Linked DNA regions of Mus musculus: regions 1, 3 and 4 are each linked to region 2. A link is a contact called in public HiCAR-type and promoter capture Hi-C data. All regions are on one chromosome and are shown on one strand. Each heading gives the region's core, a stretch centred on a gene start, on an enhancer-like site or on the middle of the called end of the contact. The rest is flanking DNA. Distances are from core to core; before and after follow the strand shown. Region 1 holds the start of Ddx11 (DEAD/H box helicase 11). Region 2 holds the start of Fer (fer (fms/fps related) protein kinase). Region 3 holds the start of Ankrd12 (ankyrin repeat domain 12). Region 4 holds the start of Ralbp1 (ralA binding protein 1).

Evidence for each region. Promoter capture Hi-C pulls out the DNA fragments that hold promoters and counts their contacts. HiCAR-type assays count read pairs that join an accessible place to other places.
Region 1: a contact with region 2 is called in a promoter capture Hi-C map of pre-B cells, with 2.6 times the contacts expected there. The contact joins the promoter of Ddx11 here to the promoter of Fer in region 2.
Region 3: a contact with region 2 is called in a HiCAR-type map of astrocytes, with 7 times the contacts expected there. The contact joins the promoter of Ankrd12 here to the promoter of Fer in region 2. A contact is called at or near these places in 1 of 39 promoter capture datasets (liver), 2 of 115 datasets of contacts at active chromatin or transcription factors (astrocytes and pro-B cells) and 1 of 9 other capture datasets (liver).
Region 4: a promoter capture Hi-C map of pre-B cells shows a contact between it and region 2, with 4 times the contacts expected there. The contact joins the promoter of Ralbp1 here to the promoter of Fer in region 2. A contact is called at or near these places in 3 of 39 promoter capture datasets (embryonic stem cells, hippocampal neurons and pre-B cells) and 1 of 115 datasets of contacts at active chromatin or transcription factors (astrocytes).

The regions. Positions count from the first base shown.
Region 1 is chr17:66,122,131-66,124,830 of GRCm38.p6, forward strand. Ddx11 (DEAD/H box helicase 11) reads left to right here and starts at 1,390. Exons shown (of 27, transcript NM_001348292.1): 1 at 1,390-1,562.
Region 2 is chr17:63,862,605-63,865,304 of GRCm38.p6, forward strand. Fer (fer (fms/fps related) protein kinase) reads left to right here and starts at 1,377. Exons shown (of 19, transcript NM_001037997.3): 1 at 1,377-1,451.
Region 3 is chr17:66,075,645-66,078,344 of GRCm38.p6, forward strand. Ankrd12 (ankyrin repeat domain 12) reads right to left here and starts at 1,402. Exons shown (of 13, transcript NM_001025572.1): 1 at 1,240-1,402.
Region 4 is chr17:65,883,559-65,886,258 of GRCm38.p6, forward strand. Ralbp1 (ralA binding protein 1) reads right to left here and starts at 1,365. Exons shown (of 10, transcript NM_001198949.1): 1 at 1,120-1,365.

The DNA.
Region 1 (2,700 bases), core at 140-2,639, 2.3 Mb after region 2:
CTTAACTGCTGAGCCGTCTCTCCAGTCCTGTTTTTGGTTTTTAGAATATCTACAGGGACAAGACGATGCTTTCCAAACAGAGGCCCTAAGAACATTGAGTCTTAGGACTGCTTAAGATCCTGGGTTTTCACCAGACAGTGCAGGCCTTTAATCCCAGCACTCAGGAGGCAGAGGCAGGTGGATCTTTGCATTTGGGGCCAGCCTGGTCTACTGAGGGAGTTCCAGGACAGCCAGGGCTACACAGAGAAACCCTGTCTTGGGAAGAGAGAGAGAGAGAGAGAGAGCGCTGAGATAATCAGACATAGCCCTCCACTCTGAAACTTGATACAATCAAACTTTAGGGAACAGTAACTCAGTCCCAGAGCCCGGAATTGGGGTTAAGGAGCTAGAAGCGAAATCACATATAGCCCTTCTCCCTCTTCTACTGCAAGCTCTGTCTTGAGCCTTTCAAGCATATGTATAGATGACAACAGAACCAACAGAATAATCAAAGGCTCACAGATCCCACTGGGGACTAAATCCCACAACTGCCAGGCTCCCTATAAAATGGACACTAAAGGGCAAAGAACTAATCTTTCTTACATCTCTCTGCAAAAGAGCGAGAAGGGCACCAAGCTTGAGGGTGTGGTTAGGATTTTTAGCCACAGCCTCTGAAAATGGATCATGTTCAGTGTCCCTAGTGCAATAAACAGAGACGTTTATAGTGACCAATTGCTACACCTCCCGTGCTGTGTGTGCTTTTGTAACTAGTGACAGAAAACCAAATCTCAATGGACTTACTGTTCCCCAGAGCCTGTCAATTTTTTTTAATTCTGCGTTACACTACAGGAACAGTTTCTAAAAACAATCACCATAGTAGTACACCTTTGTCATGATTGTGAAACAGATTCAATATCTATAGTAAGGAGGAAACATAAATACATGCATGATGAATGACCTCATCAAAAACCCTCTTAGTACTTAGTGGCTTGTATACATCTGATATTTGATAGTTTCTCTTTTCTACATTTAACATTCTTTGAGAAATCTATTTGAATCTTGGGGGCTGGTGAGATGGCTCATCGGTTAAGAACACTGGCTGCGCTTCCAGAGGTCCTGAGTTCAATTCTCAGCAAGCACATTCTGGCTCACAGCCATCTTTAGGGAGATCTGATGTCCTCTTCGGGCAATTGCGGATGTATATGCAGCAGAGCACTCATACATTAAATAAATACAATTTTTTAAAAAGCGCAATATTTCTGGGGAAACAACAACAACAACCCCCAATAGCCGGTAATACAAAAAAACTAATATGGAAGGTTAGATCAAAGCTCAAACACAGTTCTAATCCAGGCAATATTGAAGCACAAGGCCCGCGGTTGAGCGGCAGCGCGCAGGCGCAGTGGCTCGGGGGCGTGGCCACGTGGAGGGTTTTCTGCGTGCGCGCATGCTCCTTCAGTGAAACTGCAGTTTAAATTCAGCCGCGGCGGCCAGGCTCGCTTGCCGGCCTCAGTGAGGCGGTCCTGCGGTGGCGATCGAGTTCGGTGCTGTGTGGGAGAAGCGCTGCGACCGAAGGCAGAGAGGTGAGAAGGGCACACTCGAGCGGAGGCGGAAGCCGAGGAGGCTGCCAGGGGGCAGGGTTAGCCGAGCGCGCCCTACGGCCGGACGTGGGGGCGGAGGCGGCGTGGGATGGATTGGAGCGAGTGGCAGCCCAAGTATAGTGGCGCCTTCGGTGAGTGTACGTAACAGGTTGGATTCTAAAATGTAGAGAGTCTGTTTTAAACGATTTTCAGGGGTTATTGTATATAGTGAAGTCAGGTGAAGACACAGGTTGACTGATAATGAACTTGAGATCCAATTTGGCAGTGTGCCTCAGGGACCATACTGTTGCATTCTCGGCTGCACTGCCCCCCCCCCCTTTTTTTTAAGGTTGAGGAAGTTCGGGAAGTCGACCACATTTTGATGGAAGTGGCATAAAAGTAGGATTAAATAATAAATACATGGTCCCTGCATGCAGGACCCTGTCCTGAAATCCCGGCTAGCTTGCAGTTCTCATGTACAGGGTTTCCCTGCCTGCCCGCAGCCCGGGTTCCTGGTTTTCCCAGACGGCGACATTCTTCACCTCCGAGTGCATCATTTCAGGAAATCTCCTGTTTAGCCTTGCTAAGTTCTCTGTTGTACTTAGGTGAGCTTGACCATAGCAGAGCGCTTCGCACCTGGGTTAAATGCGTACTTTTTCTTCTTTAATGCTACTTACTCCTTAACACCCAGCCGCTTTCGGTTGTAGATTAAGCTCTGGGCAGCTGCTAGGCGAGGGCTCCACTAGTGAGCAGTGTCTCCAGCCAGCAGTTCTGTCATGATATCCGTGATAGGTTAAGTGAAATTAAGAAGGGGGTGGGGTGGGGGCTCTGAAGAGTGCTTAACACATGTTAGATGCTCAGAATCTGTGGTTACCTTTAAAAACTTACTTTTACTATTTTATGCATAGTTTGTATGTCTGGATCCTCTAGAACTGGAGTTAGAAACAATTGTGAGTTGCTGTGTGGGTGCTAGGAATTGAACCTGGGTCCTCTGGAAGAGCAGCCAGTGTTCTTAACTACTCCGCCATCTCTCCATCTCTTGTTGGCTACATTTCTTTACCCTCTCTTCGTGTTTTAGTGGTTTTCCAGTTGCATAGCTCTTTTTATTACTGCATTTTCTTAAATTTGTTGTGTGGCCTTT
Region 2 (2,700 bases), core at 127-2,626:
ACTTAGAAAAACACCGACTCCCAGGTTTGTTAGTGGCTTCCCATAGCCTGGCTGAGGTTCATCTAAGGTTTCAAGTGCTCTAACAACGATTCACAACTCTTGTGCATTCCACGTTCTTGAAAAAGATATTCCTGGACCATAAATCTGACAAGAGAACTTTATAATTGTTTTCTGAGAAAAAGGGGGAGAGACTCTCATCCATTTTCAACTGTAAGATATCTGTGTCCTTAAAGTATGTTTTGGTTTCTTGGTCTTTGAAACTGACTTAAGTGAATAACCATTTAGAATTTTAAAAAGTATTAATTCTTCTTTGGCTCTAATCTAACTCAAAGGTTTAAGGGTGGGAGGGGAAATGGAGCTGTCAGACTTGTTGCAGGCGACGAATGTGAATGTGGCTGAGCTCACGTACAAGAGGACACTGCCTTAAAAAGCGTGCTACAGCAATCCCGAGAGTGACGCTCCATGAACACCTATCACAGAGCTCCAGATCACCTACTAAGATCTGTTCAGGTCCACCTTACTCCTGTTTTGTACCAAATTGGCAAAGGAGCGCTTCGGAAAACAGCCCTCACTGGAAGAACACATCAGTTTAGGCCCTCGCTTTCTAGACTTTCCTAGAGGTAAGTACTTTCGAGGGGACCGCTCCCAGGACTCGCGGCTCTCTTTGCAGAGCATCCTCATGTTTCCAGAGAATGTCAGCTCGTTAGCGTCTGACACTGCAGGCACAGGAGCGGGAAAGGCAGTTCTGAGCACACCGCAGAAACGCAAAGCCGATTTAAAGGAATCCACGTTACAGCACACGCAAGCAGAGCGCGGGAAGGTAGAGTTCGCTGCACAGCCAGCTCGGGGTGGGAAGGAGAGCCGGCCCTCGCCGGTCCCCCGCGGGCGCTCCACGTTTCGTCACACCTCCTTTCCGGCAGGGCCGCGGGGCTGACCCTTCCGGGCGGCCTCAGCTTATCACCCGGACAGGCTACTTCCCGGCTTTGGCCCCGCGAGTCTCCGGAGTTTCCTGTCAGGCTCCCTCGGTCTCCGCGCCCATCCCACCGCTCAGGCCGACGGCTGGGCTCGGAGAAGCGGGATCTTCTACGCGAGAGACCGCAAGAACAAGCTTCGACGGGAAACAGCACGCAGGGCGGTGGCCACGGCCCACGCCTCCTCACGCCCGCAACTCCAGCCTCCGCCCACTCGCTGAGCTCCGCCCCTCGCGGGTCCGAGCCAATGGGCCGCGCCCGCCTCCTGGGAGGTTGTAGAAGAGGGGGTTGGGGCCGGTGGCAGCGCCCGCCCCTTGCTCCTTCTCATTGGCTAAACTCTCGGGGTGCCCGGAGACCGGAGTGTAGCGGGATTGGCTGTCGAGCCTCGCAACGGTGGCGCCTATTGGCTGGAGCAGTCCCCGTGACGCCGGGTGGCGACTGGCTCCCGGGTCTGAGGGGCTTCTGCTTGTCAGGTTCTAGGTAGGTGCGTTTCACGCCGCCGTCCGTAGGCACCGTTGCCCGGGGCAACGCCCCGGGAGGTGGGAAGGAGGCCGGAAGGCGAGCGCAGCGCGGGGGTAACCGTTCCCGCCTGCAGGGGGGCGCCGGGCTTTTGGCCCAGCGGACGCGGGCTGTGCGGAGGCGCTTCCTCTGCCCTCAGCCAGCTCGGTCCCCTGCCGGGGCTGCGGGGTCACACTCGCCTCATCCTACCCGCGCGACGGAACGTTCCGGGTTGGGCTTGGGTCCGGGCTGCTCACCCGGCCCGCCAGGCCCGCCCCTCCTACCCGCCCGGGACCCGGAGGCTGAGGGGGCGGTGCCGGCCGTGGCGGGCGCTTGGCCCCGCCCCGTCGCGGGTCGCGGGTGTGCGGGGCGTGGGGCGGGGTTGGGAGCTGCTGCGGTGGGGAGCCCGCACCCTTTCCCTTCTTGCGCTCCTCCGACGCTCGCCCACGGTGCCCACACCCCTTCTGGTCTCCTCACCCGTCGCCGCCCTCTCCTGTGGCACCCAGCCCCGAGAGTTCCCGCAGCCCCTTTCATCAGGACCCTCTGACCCTGTGTCGCCTCGCTTCAGCTTCACGTCCCACTGCCCCTTTGGTTCAGGGCAGCCTTTCAGAAGTCCGGCCCAGGGAGACTTCTGGAGGCATCTGGACTTGTCAGGGGTGATTTTTTCCCTAAGGGCTTTTTAGGGGTCTGAGGTATTTGGAGGCACCTTTGTGTCTTCCTTGGACTCCTCTTAAGATCAGCCCTCCGAAAGGAGTTCATGAGATTAGTTTTGGTAAGAGCTAGGGCTCCTTTGAACAATTAAGTTTCCATGAGGTGGTCGCTTGGAACTCTGTGCATTTGTGATTTTTGTTGGGCATGCCATTGCAATTTCAGTTTGTTCGGGCAGCCTTTCATTTTCAATATCTTATGACGTAAGAGCAATGAGGCTTTTGATACTTTTACTTCGGAAGAAGCTGTATATATTCACAATGGTCTCACGGTCACCCTAACATATGCTACTCCAACATGTACAGGAGTTTTCAGGCATTTTTCAGAAAGAACCTTCTCAACCTGAAGTCACCGTATATAAACGTCTGATGTCAGAGAATCTAAAGATAAGGCCCACAGTATTTTAGTGGTTAACATCTAAAAAATACTTTGCAGTCCATCTGTGAAATAAGAACAGGTTTAAAGGAAAAGTATTGCAAAATACATGGTGTGGTTTAGGGACTATTTATATACACACCTGTGT
Region 3 (2,700 bases), core at 152-2,651, 2.2 Mb after region 2:
AAGGGAACTACAACAATGTCTTCATTGTCACATTGGTGATTCTAATTTTTGCTTTTAAACCATTTGGCATCAAGAGAGCACATTTTGGCAGTTCTGAGTTAATCTCCAGGAAAGCCTTTGTGTAACGCTTTAAGAAAATGAAAAAAAGATCAGTAAGCAAGATTTTTAAAGGCCTACTTGGGCATATGTTTTTAATGAACAGATGACTTACTGGGATAGTTCATCTTTCTTTATAATTGACTCAGGCCATTTTAAAATAAGAAGAAACACATGGCTGAGAATGCAGGTTCGTCTCAACCACAGAATTAACGATAATCCCTGAGCGTCACTGATCGCCGGATTTGCAACATACTTCGCCCCAGTTCAAGGGGTGTCCAGCGGAAATTACAGTCCCTACAACCACACTGCTTCAAATGTTTCCGACGTACTCAACTAGTGCAATACTGTTCATTTCCATCCTCAACTATTCTCGCTGTAATTATTAAAACAGCTGTCAGCTGGGCTTCGGTGACCTCTTTGTACAGCGTTTTTATTCAACGCCGTGGATCCTGAAGGATGCGTCATCTCCATCTTACTCTCCAAAAACCAGATCTAAGATTCCAATACGCTCTAAGGGTCTCTGAACATCATTCCAATCGGAACTGGCACAAACTAGACCTGATCGCTCAACGCGGCAAGGGCAGGTCGCACTGGCATTTAGGACAGAACTGGCTCCGGCGAGCCGCAGCTCTTTCGCTTTCACGCACCTCTCCCGGGACCATCGCGCCTCCTACGCCCCGGCCCGCACCGAGTCTCCGACAACCGCGCACGCAGCGCCGCTGGCACCGGGAGCGCGCGGCGGCACGGCGCGCCCCCGCGATGCCGTCCGTCCCGGTGCGCTGGCGGCGCCCTCCCGGCCGCGCCATGTTCCGGTAAGCGGCGGCCAAGGCGCTCGCGCTAGCCGCCGCCCGAGCGTCGCCCAGCGGCGGCCCCACCTGCGCCGCGACCCGTCAGGATGCCGGGCGGGGCGGCCACCAACGGCCTGTCACGGTCCGGCCGGCCGCGCCGCGGGCTGGGCTGGGCCGAGTGGCGCGTAGCACACGGCTGGGCGCGGCTGGCAGAGGCGCAACCCCCCTACCTGGCTCCGGGGAGGAGACGGGGCACCGGGCTGAGGGTCTCCTCCCTGGTACCCGGGACAGACTCGAAACCGCGCCCTCCTTCCTCCCCTCTGGTCGCCACGCCCCCCTGGCCCGCACAGACCCGAGGCTCAGCGGGCGCAGAAGGGTTCACCCCCTGAACGAGGACCTCCGGGTGGCCGCCGCTGCCGGTGTCTCCGTCGCCGCTGCAACAGCCCCTGATGCCGCCGGGGCCAGGCTTAAAAACATCTCCGGTCTTGGTCGGTCTCTCACCACAGCCTCCTTGCTCCTGGACAGCGTTCTCCGCGATTGGCTGCGGCGCGAGCACGTGACCCGGGCGGACACGTGACTCCTGCAGGCACGGGACGGGCGGCGTGACCGCCGTGCCCCGCCCCCGACGCGCCCGTCCCTGGGCTCCCCGGAGGAGCGGAGCGCGCGGCGGCGGGTGGCGTTCTTGGGGAGCGAAGCGGAGCGGGTGGAGGGGGCCGGAAGTCCTGGAGCCGCGTGGGAGTCGGAGCAGCCCTCGAGCCGTCGGCCGGGGAGCTCCTCACGCGCAGTCACCACCACCGGAGATGTGCAAAAGGCGGCATGGGTGCTGGCGCCCGGCGGAGGAAACGCACATATTTTTGCAGGGTTTGAGTTGGGACGGCAAAACCAGCCGGAAACCGGGAGGGTTTTGTTAGCGGTGGTCGTGCGGGCGGGAGGGCACCGCAGCACTGTGGGGCAGGTCCGGGTTGCGTGACTGAGCCGCTTCGTGCGGCGCGGGCCGAGGGATGTCCCAGCCAGACGCACTCTGTTCCCAAAGCACGGCTCTAAGCACTGCTTGCAAAGAACGCATCGGTAAGCTCAGTTCTAGCCATGCGATCCTGTGACCTTTCTGAGCAGAAATTTCACCAAATTTGTTCCTGTGGTACTAAGTCTCATAGGGCGTGTGAGGAAATTTTACCATCGCAGCAGCTTGTCCTCAGACTTCCTTCTGAATACTTTAATCTACAGCGGTTAGCCTGCAACCGTTGTGCTTTAACCACCCTAAGAAGTTACATACTCCACAGGAAACCATCTTCTCCCTCTTCGTTAACTGTGGCCTCCTTCAGTATCCGTTAGTATCTTAATGATTTTAAGACAGTCCTATCAATAATAAGCTGTAAATTCTGATGTGAGTTTTGGGCTTGACAGGGACATAAACCTTCATTAAAAAAAAAAATCAGGATAGATTGTCTTCCATTGTTCTCAGCTATAAAAAACTTTCAGTATGAACAGTCTTCTAGAGAAATCTGTGTATGTGTGAACTGGGGACTGAAGCTCTGCCCTTGCTCATGCCAACCAAGTACCCAACAGTGGTGTATAGTGAGAGCTATATTTCTGGTGAAAACTTAACTTTAAAGACCTACCTTAGACCCTAAATCATAAGCACTCACAACCAGTTAGTCTTTTTATATAGGCAGAGCTGGAGAGATGGCTCTGGGGTTAAAAGCACTGTTTGAAGACCTAGATTCAGTTGTTCCCAACACCCACAAGACCACTCAAAACCTTATGTAACTTCAGTTCCTGGGTGTCCACTGCTCTCTTCTGGATTTGGTGCACA
Region 4 (2,700 bases), core at 115-2,614, 2.0 Mb after region 2:
AAAATGCTAACACCACTAACAGGAGTTCTTCATTTTGAAGAAGACATCCAGGACCTTGAAATCATCGAGATAATTCCTACTACAGAAAGTGATGGGACCTTTCCTTAAAGTGCTGTCTGAACACTAAACCAAAAGTAGGCTTATAACTTATCACTGAGTACTTTGTTAATAACGGCCAAGTATAGGTAATGCTACCCCAAAGCACCAGTGTTAGCCCACCCCCGTTCCATCAACACCACCAAAGCTGGGCAGTGCAACAGCTCAATGCCCACACTATAGCACTTCTGTCACAAGCACAGACCTCTAATGAAAACAGCTGTGATCTCTAAAAACCTTAGGGTACGCACGCTGCTCTCTCTGGAAGAATCCTTGTAATAATCTCCAAACTTGAACCAGCCCTACCTACTTCAGGAGACTGGAAAGTGGAGTAATTCGTCAAACCTGTTTCACAACGACATATTTAAAAGATGGAAAAAGAAAGCTGGCCTCGACTGAGAACACTCTGGTACGAAAACGCTTGAAAACGCCGTTGAGAATGGAGCTCCTAACTCCAGATCAGACAGAACACTTCTGAACCCTGGAACAAGTACCACTGCAAACAGGGTCGTCCCCTTGCCCAACGCCTGCCACGGGCGACAACAGGAGCTGTTCCCCCGACTCTACCCGGCAAACACGGAGACAGGTGGGCGAGCCAGATGCGCGAGGCAGATGCGACCCATAAACCGGAAGGCTTGCGTCAGGCCAGTCCCCGGCCGCAGCTCCGGCCAGGTGTGGCCCGCAGGGATGCCCCGAGGCCTGGAAGGGTCCGAGGAAGCAGCTGGACTCCCAACTAGCCTCTGGGTCCCAGAGCAACACAGGACACACCCGGGTGCTCCCAAGGAGGCCTGTCGGGCAGGCGGCGTGACCCACCCCAAAGGAGCAAGCTCCGGGGTGAAGCTTTCACGGACAACGTAAGGCGGGGCGGCCACGCCCCCCACCCCCAACTCCCATTCCGAGCCCGGGATCCCAAGCCCGGCACGCTGCGTGACAGGCGCGGGCGCGAGGCCGGGCGCCCGACGGCTCCCACGGACACCGCCGCAGCGTTGCGACCCCCGCGAGCGTCCGCTCCCCGCCACTGACCAGTGCCTGCCGCCGAGCGACCGTCCGCTCCGCTGCAGCCGCCGCCGCCTCCTCGCACTCACGCTTCCGCCACAACCGCCGCCTCCTGCGCTGCACCCCGGGCCGGCCGCGGGAGCCCCATTCCCACCCCGCCCAGCCTTCGCCTGTTTACAATGATTGGGACAGAACAGGACGAGCCGGCCCAGCGCGCACGCGCACGCCCTCCTCCCGCCGCAGCCGGCTTCCCGGGTCCTCGGCTCCTTGGCCGTGACGGCTAGGGCCGGCTAGGGCAAACGCCCCGCGTCCTCGCGTGGGGCACGCCGGGAGTTGTAGTTCTAGTTAACCCAACGCCCCGCTGCTGTAGGGCCCTTGTCTCCGACATAAACCACAACGCCCAGAAAGCACCGCGCCTCCCGAGCTGGAACTCGTTAAGGGGGAACAGGGAACCCGCGAGAGGATGCGCCAAACGCTAAGGCTCTGCAGGCGCCTGCGCAGTGTTCTGGGGAGCGAGTGGAACACACACACCTACCGGAGCGAATCCAAGTGAAAACAGTGTGGGAGCCCTGCGGAGCTCTGCTGGAAAGAAAGCGCGTTCCTCCCCAAGCTCTGGCCTGGTGTCCGCAGCTACTGAGAGTGACACTTTTCCCCCCAGCGTCTGCGTACTTTAAGTGGTTCCAACCAGTTAAACCAGCCTGGGCTGCTGACCCACCCCGCCTCTGGGCGGAGCACCTTGCTGGCCTTCTTTGGGCGGAGATCTTCCTTTGGAGAATTCTTGCCTGGGGGTTTGGAGAAAGGAGGCTTCTGGGGCCAGGGCTGGGCAATCCGCAGGACCCCTGAAGTGTGTTGACTTGCGGGAAACTGCTGGCTCCCACCCACTTGCCTCCGCAGTTAGCAATCCATACCCGAGTTAAAGCCGCACAGCATCACGTTCAGCTTACAAATAGAAACAGCTGCGTATCCTCCAGAAGTCCCCCACGAAGGACGGAAAACGTGTTGGCTGGTGCATACTGTAATAAACAGCACTCCATGGAATTATTCTGGGTTTATGACATTGGCAGTCAGAAGAGAGATGAGATTTCTAGTGTCTGCTTCTTCACTGATCCATCGTGTGCTACACTCCCAAGCCATCTTTGCTCAAATATGACAAGTCCATCCCCTTGTGCAAAAGAGTCACTCCCAGTGGAACACTGAGGTCCTAGAGGGACCTTTCCACAACCCCTGTAGCAATAAAACAGCCTCCATGAGAAGATGGCCTGTGAGTACGCCAGTTAAATTACTCCTTCCCGCTGGCAGTTCTGATTTGGTCAAGGGATAAGCACTGCCTGAGCGGGGCTTTATGGAGCCTTCCCTGGAATTGACATATGGGATAATGAGGTGGGGAAAGAGGCTTTTTTTTTTTTTTTTAACTGAGTAATTTACGTGTAACATCACGTGACTCGTTCACCGTGGAAGTGAATAAGGCTGAAAGCAGAGAAGTGGGGGACACAGCAAGGGAGAGGGAAAAGCAAGAGTGAAGACTGACTTCCTTCTGAGCCATAGTTTCTGCAGAGCCTTTAAGTGCCGCGTTTACGTGAGCCAATCCAGGAGTAATCTATGCACACT